Linked DNA regions of Mus musculus: region 1 is linked to region 2. A link is a contact called in public HiChIP or PLAC-seq data. All regions are on one chromosome and are shown on one strand. Each heading gives the region's core, a stretch centred on a gene start, on an enhancer-like site or on the middle of the called end of the contact. The rest is flanking DNA. Distances are from core to core; before and after follow the strand shown. Region 1 overlaps AU019990 (expressed sequence AU019990). Region 2 holds the start of Shld1 (shieldin complex subunit 1).

Region 1 (4,348 bases), core at 1,598-4,097, 48 kb before region 2:
GAACCACTCCTAGCTTCACCTTCTGATAAAGTGGCCTTTTCCCGCAGTGATGAATGGAGGAAGCCACAGCAACAGTGGCAAAAACTGTGGCTTTGTCGCTGGTGAAAAAGTAAACAAGCCAAGAGTACCCACGACACTTCCAAATTAAACATCTTTCAAAAAAAAGTATGTCCTCCACCTCTCTGTCTGTCTCTGCCTCTGTGTCTGTGTGTCTCTGTGTCTGTCTGTCTGTTTCTCTTAGTCTCTCTCTGTTTCTGTCTCTGTCTCTCTCTGTTTGTGTGTGTACATGCCAGACATGCCAGAACACACATGGGAAAGTTCAGAGAGTAATCGGCACGTCACTTTTTTTCTTCCACTGTGTGGGTCCCAGGAATTGAAACTCATGACATCAGGCAAGAACCTTTCTTTAGCCACTGAGCCAACTAGCCAGTCCCAGATATATTATAATTTATATTCATTACTAATTCAAAATCATGGCATTTACATTTAAAAATTTTTAATTATATGTAGTCATTTTATTTTATGTATTTTGGCTGCATGTATACCTGTGTAGTACATCTGTGCTTGGTGTCCTCGGGTCGGTAGAGGGAACTGACTCCCTGGACCTGGAGTTGTGAGTGCTGGGAACTGAACCCAGGTCCTCTGCAAGAGCCAGTATTCTTAACATCTGAGCCATCTCTCCAAATCCCCCAGATTTTATATTAAATGCATTAATAAGAAAGCATATTTACAGCTATATTGGATATTTGTTTTCAAACATTTTAAGTGAACTTCAATATAAATGTCTCTCTTGGAATTTCTAGGTATTTTGGCTTATGCTTTAAAAACACATTTTTTTTTTTTTTTTAAAGAAAGTGTGCAGAAACCTCCCTGGGGAAGAAAAACAATACTCAATACAACCTCATATTCTCTGGCTTTGCTGATGTTAATTCTAGAGCTCTTGACCCAGCCATCAGTATATACCCATTTATCTAATAATAAATCCCACCCACATGAGCTCTGAGAAGAGCAGTCACGTGACCAGATTTGCATGCTGGGGTGAGGTACACCAATTGTCCTCAGTCCTTCCTCCACACTGTCCACCCTGTTAACAGCCATAGTTCATACTGGTCCTGGTCTAATATACATAAGCCAGGGCTTCCTTGGGGACAGTTTTCTTGTTGTCTGTGAGGGAATATTTATGAATGGAAAAAGTCCCTTGGGCAAGCCATCAGTTTCTTTCTTTCTCTCCCTTTTAAAAATGTATTTGTGTATGTATGTGTGTGTGAGAGAGAGGGGGGGTGGGTCAGAGGACAATTTGTGACAGTCATCACTCCTTCCACCATAGGGGTTCTGAAGATTGAAGTCAGGTGGTCAGCTTTGGCAGCAAATACCTTTACCCCCTGAGCCATCTCCCCCTGGTTTGTCTGTTTTAAATTCTTGCTTATTTGTTTGTGGCAGGGTCTCATCTAACAAACACTCTCTATATAACTATGGCTGACCTTGAACTCCTGATCCCACCTTCAGCTCTTTAGTTTGGGGATTACAGGTGTAAGGCCACACCCAAGTTGTCCCTGGTATGTGCTCTGTATGTGCTGTTGCCATCCTCCAAAAATGGTCTAGGTCTAAGTTCTGAGGAATGTGGTCATGATGGACTCTTTTTGGAAAGCAGAATTTGAGCAAATATATGGGTTTTTTTTATTAGATATTTTCTTCATTTATATTTCAAATGTTATTCCGAAAGTCCCCTATACCCTCCCCTGCCCTGCTCCCCAACCCACCCACTCTCACTTCCTGGCCCTGGTATTCCCCTGTACTGGGGCATATGATCTTCACAAGACCAAGGGCCTCTCCTCTCATTGATGGCCTACTAGGCCATCCTCTGCTACATATGCAACTAGAGACACAGCTCTAGGGGATACTGGTTAGTTCATATTGTTGATCCTTCTATAGGGTTGAGTATTTTCTCTAGCTCCTTCTTTAGGGGCCCTGTGTTCCATCCAATAGATCTGTTTTAAAGAAATGATTGCGTCTACAGAAAACCTGCTGGCATGGTTGTAAAATTATAAATCTCACAAAGGGAAGGGCTTTGTGGCCAAATTCATGTGGTATGGTCTGTTTCCTTGTTCATGGAACCTCTTCCTTCTCCTGAAGGGGCAAAGGGAAGTTGGCAGGCTATGTTTCCCAGCCTCCTACACTTAGCAGAGCCGTGGAACTGTTTGCTGGTACATTACCTCAGTCTCGCTTTCCCCTCATGATTTCTTTAGGCACGCTGGATAATCTAGGATAACCCCCAATCTCCAAGCTGATTAGCAACCTAATTCACTTCTGCCACGTAATCCTATGTCCTACCAGGGTCCAGGGCTGTGACATGGATATCTGTGAGGGGCTATTGTTAGTGGCCGTGAGAGAGAGAAAAAAGCACTGTTTGCCAAAGGAAAGTTGGCATAGGAAAGGTCAGTGCCTCCCTCTGTAACCTGCATGCCCTTATCTTGATGCGCTTTATTTATATTTCGGTTTTGTTTGAGGGTTTTGGACAGAGTATCACCGTATAGCTTGGTTGGCCTGGAACTCCCTATATAGGTCACACGGGCTTCTTCTCTCAGTAATCCTCCGACCCTGCTTCCTGAGTTCCGGGATTACAAGTGTGCAGCATACCCCGTGTTCACTCATATTTTTATTATGCATCTGTAGCAGATGCCTATGGGGTGTTTTGCCATATAGTGTCATCCACCTGCTTCAGGGCACTTTGGAGAGACAGTTCCATGAACTTTGCCAGTTTTCTGTTTTCAAGCTAACCTGGAAACACCTCCGCTCTCTCTTAGGCAGTAAAAGGTCACTCAGCCAGATTCGGGTACATGAAAGTACATGGAGTTAACACGCCCAGGAGCAGTGCTCATCTGACAGAGAGTGAGACCCATGGTTAGGCATGGCAGGCTCCAGCCTGTAGCAGAGCTTCTGAGGGTTCTCTGTGGTTCCCTCCAAGGTCCCTGAGTCTCAGTTGCCCTCAGTGGTTACCTATGAACCAACCTTGTGTTTTTATTGCTGTGAAGAGATCCCATGACCACAGCAATTGTTATACAGGAAAACATTCAACTGGGGCTGGCTTACAGTTTCAAAGGTTTAGTCCATTATCATCATGGTGGGGAGCATGCAGCATGTTGGCAGACGTGGTGATAGAGAAGGAGCTGAGAGTTCTACATCTTGATCTAAAGGCAGCTGAAGGAGACTGTGCCACACTGGGCACAGCTTGAGCATAGGGGACCTTTCAGCCTATCCCCCAGTGAGACACTTCTTCTAACAAGGCCACACCTCTTAATAGTGCCACTCCCTAAGGGCCAAGCAGAGGAACGTGAGTCTATGAGGACATTCCTATTCAAACCACCACGCACTGTCTTAGCTGTTCTCCTCTCTCTGCTTTATTCTTCCTGCCTATGATTTCAACTTCCTAGCATTACCTATCCAATAGTCTACCTGCATCCATATCCTTCCCTTAGGGTTGCCTTAGGGAGAAATGAAATCCTATCGTGCTTGCTGCCCACATCTTGTGGAGTTAGCGGTTCCAGCATGTCAGGTGAAACCACAACATCACACCAGAGCAGCTCGGTTGTACACATCTCTTCTGACCTGCGAGAGTCCTTTGGGTTGGTTGGTGACCTGCCACAAAAACTGCCTTCGATTAATCATGTCTTCTGAGACAATTCCACGAAAGGCTGCTTCTAAACATTGCTATTGGCTGATTATGAGGCCCCACAGCAGGATCTGTTGGAGGAGTAAGAACCACCCTTCTGAGGCACGTGCTAAAAGGTCTCCGTACCTAAGGGCAGGGAAAGGTTGTTTGAGGTTATCTCTCTTTTAGTTCAGGCTGAGGTCCTGTTTGTTTATCTGAGTTCTGGAAATAACCCTGGGAATTCATTTAGGTGCCAAGGGAAACATGAGGACGGTGTACTCTAAAAACACTTCGCTGTAAGCTGCCGCAGCAGACAGCAGCCACAAAACCAGAGAAGGTTATTGGGACCCTCCTGTAGACCCAACAAATGCCTGGTGACTTTGGGGGAGAAGTTATATATTCTTTATTGGCTAACGGGGATATTATTGTACCTGTGTTCTAAAGATAGCAAAAGTAATGGTGTAGCATTTGGGAAGAATTTTAATATCTCCCTGGGATGGGTCAGAGATTGTCCTCGTTAGGGTTTCTATTACTGCAATGAAACACCATGACCAAAAAAGCAGTGTTGGGAGGAAAGGGTCTATTCTGCTTATATGTCCACATCAGTGTTCATCATCCACAGAAATCAGGACGGGGCTCAAACAGGGCAGGAACCTGGAGGCAGGAGCTGATGCAGAGGCCACAGAGGACAGCTGCTTA
Region 2 (4,091 bases), core at 851-3,350:
GGATCTGGATGGAAGTATGCAAAACATACTTGTCCTTGCCCTTCAGAGAGCTACTGCATAGTGGGAAAAGAAGGAAGAGCAAAAGGATTTAAAGAGATAAGTGGAAAGCGAGGTCTCTTGGAAGGAACAGTCAACGCCTATTTGACAAGTCAGGGGAGGTTCTGGCAGGGAGAACTCTCTAAAGCTGATATCTGAATATTATAAGGACCAGAAAGTAGAAAAAACTGTTCCTAAGGAATGAAGCTGTGAGGAAGGAAAACTCAGGGCAAGAAAGAACAAGCAATGAAACCAGTGTGGAGGAGGTGGAGCTGGGGAGAGATGAGGTCTTTGTCTGACATGGTAATTTGAACTTGCTTAGCCCAGGGAATGGCACTGTTAGGTGTGGCCTTGATGGAGAGGGTGTGTCACTGTTGGGGTGGGCTTTTAGACCCTCCTCCTAGCTGCCTGGAAGCTAGTCTTCTGGCAGCCTTTAGATCAAGATGTAGAACTCTCAGCTCCTTCTCTAGCACCAAGACTGCTTGCACATGACCATGACTGAACCTCTGACATTGTAAGCCAGCCCCAATTAAATGTTGTCACATATGAGAGTTGACTTGTCTCTTCACAGCAATGGAAACCCTAACTAAGACATGTGCACACACTTTCACAGTATATAGTATTGAATGGCCAAACCTCAAGCACTATTTGCTTTTATTTTATTTATTTATTTATTTATTTATTTATTTATTTGAGACAGCGTTTTACTATCTATCTATGGCTGGCCTGGAATAGATAACTATTTATTTATTTATTTATTTATTTATTTATTTATTTATTTATTTATTTATTTGAGACAGCGTTTTACTATCTATCTATGGCTGGCCTGGAATAGATAACTAGACTAGGATGGCCTTGAGTTCACAGAGAACAGCCTATTTCAGCCACTTGAGCAGTGGATTCTAAAGACATTTATCACCACAACTGGCTCAAGCACAACGCTTAAATATTTTAAAATATTTTCTGTGTGTATGCCTGGTGCCTTTGGAGGTTAGAAAAGGACAATGGGTTCTCTGGAACTGGGTTTAGAAAAGGATGTCAGCTGTCATGTAAACACTGGAAACTGAACCCAGGTCCTCTGGAAGAGCAGCCCATGTTCCTTACTGCTAAACCATCTCTCTAGCCCCTAAAGCAGTAATTTGAAAACATTCCTCTAACTTGCAGGACTCCTAATGTGTGGGGTCTCACCCAAAGGTAGGGATCTGGAGGGGCTGTAAATATACTGGACCCCTCAAGACTATGGTGGGGGAGAAAACCGTCCAATTAAACAGAATTGTTTTAGACTAGCTTTTTACAGTAGTAGGCCCAGTGGACAGAACCAAACTGGAATGGAATCTTTTGTGCTAAGTGCCACTTAAATGAACTTGAAACAAGCTTGCTTTCTCCATAGTTCTGCTCAACACAATCTCCTTTGTTTAAACCTATAAGGATAGTACCCTAGAACTTGGGCTTTTCATTCTCTTTCCATTTCTCCCATAAGAAAATATGGGACGTCTCCCCATAAGCAGATCCATGCTGCTCTAGAACTCTCCACTAGCTCTAGGCTGAGTTTGTTCTGGTTGTGTGCTTTCTTGAGAGGGGTGGAATTTGGGACCAAATTCCAGACACCGATTCACATGCTACGCCATATCCCCAGCCCCTCGAATTTTGTCTTTCAACAGTCAACCCTTTTGTTCTTTTGTGTGGTCCTGAAATTTTAGCCCGAATAGAATCCATGTAACAATATTAAATTATTCTTAATGCTGTCTGAGAGAATTTTGCTAGCCTAAAGCTCCTGATCGTCTTGCCTCACAACGTCCTCCCAAGGCCTCGGGTTCAGACTGTACTTCCAAGGCCAGTTTTCGTCTTATGTCCTTTTTAAGAGACTTTGCATGTTAACAGTTTCCCAGTTTCTTTGGAGTCGGACAAGGACACTTAGAGCAACTAAATATCCCAGATGACCGTCCTGCTGCAGGAGTTCAGGCAAATGCCCTCAGTTAAGATGGCCGCAGCTGACTTGCCTTGACCTTTTCTCGCCTCAGCAAAGACGGGTTCAACAACTTCCTTTTAAACTCTGCTTTTCCCATAACAAAGATGGAGCCAGCGCTTCCGGTTCCGGGCTCTTGCGGTCAGCCGGTGAGTGACACGGGGCTCTGAGAACCTCTGCCGGTTTTTCTGCCGTTCTGGAGGGCGGTGGGAAGGGAGCGGGGAAGCGAGGAGGGAGGGGGAGGAGCGGATGGTTTATTCCGCCGGTTTCCCTGGCACCTGCCCCGCCCCGCCCCTCCGCTCCAAGCTCCGCCCACTGCGCTCTTTTTACCTCGCTCTGGAATTAGTAGAGATCAGGATTAGTTCCAGTCAATTATTTATTTTGGTTTTGTTAAGGCTTTTATGGTTTTGGTTTGCATATATATATAGTCTCTCTACATAGCTATGGTTGTCCTGGAATTCACTATGTCGATCAGGCTGGCCTCGAACTTACAAATAGATCCTCCTTCCTATGCTGGCATTAAAGGCGTGGGCTACCAGGGGTCTATTATAATTTTAAACAGCAGTATTAGTAACTTGATGTTTCCATAAAAATCAAAAGTGTAAACTACAGTCTGTTTTGTACGTTAGCCTAATTGTGCACTTGTGATAACCCTGGACTGTTCTCATCACGCCAAGGAAAACTATTTATTGAGGAACACAGTCCAGAACCAGAGAGCTTCGCTCCGCCCACCACTTGCCCCTACCCCAGTCCTGGGCTATGACCAGAGTGCTGTCTGTCTCTAGGGTTGTTTAATTTGCATTGTATATAAACGGAATCAAAAAAGTATGTGGCTAGATTCTTGGGGCAGGGATTTGCAAAGCTTGTTTTGGGGACTTGAGAGAATTGCATTCCATGGATGACTTAACAATGCCTATCTTTATGGAATCGTATTGCATATTCTTATTTTTATGTTGAAAAGGACCTTCCTGTCTGTTTTCTGAATTTCTCCATCAATTGCCCATCAGTGTGATTCTACTTTGGGACTTACCTTTCTCTTTCACTTCTATGTCTTTGTGTCAATATTCTTGTCTTCATTCCAGGATCTCCATCACATCTGACTTGCACTATTTGTTTTGTTTTGTAGGGATAGTTTGGGCATTAGTAACATCATATTTTATTTTTTATTTTGTTATGTTTTATTTTAGTTTATTTTTAGGACAGGGTCTCACTATGTAGCTCTGGCTGGCCAGGAACTCACTATGTAGTTCAGTGGGCTCTAAACATACAGAGCTGGGCTTATGTCTGCTAGAACTAAAGGCATGGGCCACCACCCCTGCGAATAGCACCATCTTAAGATACTGGCTTCTGGTGCACGAACAAGGAAGGTCTTCCATTTCTTTAGTGCATATTTAACATCTTGTGCATATTTAATACAGCCGTGTTTCATTTCTGTGCCCTTACAAATGGAAAAGGTTCTTAATTTTTCTTTTGAGGTTGTATCACTTGTCTAAAAATACAAGTGATTTGTGTATGTGTTTGGTCTTGTATCTTGCAAACTTGTGTAAGTTGTTTATTTAAAAATTTTTTTTTGTGGCTTCCTTGAGGTTTTCTATACAAGATCATATCTGATTTTTGTTTGATTTTTGCCCTGGGGATTGAACCCAGAGTCTGGTACATGTTAGGCAAGTACTTTACCACCAAGCTGCATCCCCTGCCCCTGTGTCCTGCAAAGGGGGATAATTTTATAGCTCTCTTTCCAACCTTTCACTGCCTTTTCTTGTCTAACTGTGCTGTCTAAAACTTCCAACACAACACTGACTGGCCATAGCAAGTGGAGACGTTCTCATTTTGCTTCTGATTGCAAGATGAAAGCATTTCGCTGGCCTCATTGAGCGTTCTTACTGTGGGTTTTCGAAACCACTCTTTTTGAGGTTGCAGAAGACTATTTCTAGCTTGTTGAGTGAGTAATCGAGAAACTATATTTGTCAAAAGTCTGCTTGAGTCTGTGGTACTCATCAGTAATGTGCTGGGACACGCAGAGGGCTTGGCAGGGGCTGAGGGCTGAGGCTGTCACTCAGTAGAATTAGTAGAGTGCTCGCCTCTCATC

Evidence for each region. HiChIP or PLAC-seq counts read pairs in DNA pulled down with a chosen protein or histone mark.
Region 1: a contact with region 2 is called in an H3K27ac HiChIP or PLAC-seq map of heart atrium, with 30 read pairs. The contact joins the enhancer-like site here to the promoter of Shld1 in region 2. A contact is called at or near these places in 3 of 39 promoter capture datasets (the C10 cell line and liver), 22 of 484 Hi-C or Micro-C datasets (the AML12 cell line, CD4 T cells, CD8 T cells and 9 more), 8 of 115 datasets of contacts at active chromatin or transcription factors (CD8 T cells, bone marrow-derived macrophages, effector CD8 T cells and 4 more) and 3 of 9 other capture datasets (adipose tissue, liver and pancreatic islet).

Annotation. Positions count from the first base shown.
Region 1 is chr2:132,635,719-132,640,066 of GRCm38.p6, forward strand. The region is part of intron 4 of AU019990 (expressed sequence AU019990); the gene reads left to right. Among named protein-coding and RNA genes, the nearest start is that of AU019990, 40 kb to the left of the region's middle. Within about 2 kb of position 2,848, at least 13 of the 459 cell types and tissues checked have an H3K27ac peak or open chromatin away from gene starts, as enhancers often do. A contact at or near this core is called in heart atrium, liver and olfactory sensory neurons, where this site is marked.
Region 2 is chr2:132,684,831-132,688,921 of GRCm38.p6, forward strand. It overlaps Shld1 (shieldin complex subunit 1), which reads left to right and starts at 2,101. Exons shown (of 3, transcript NM_001358260.1): 1 at 2,101-2,151.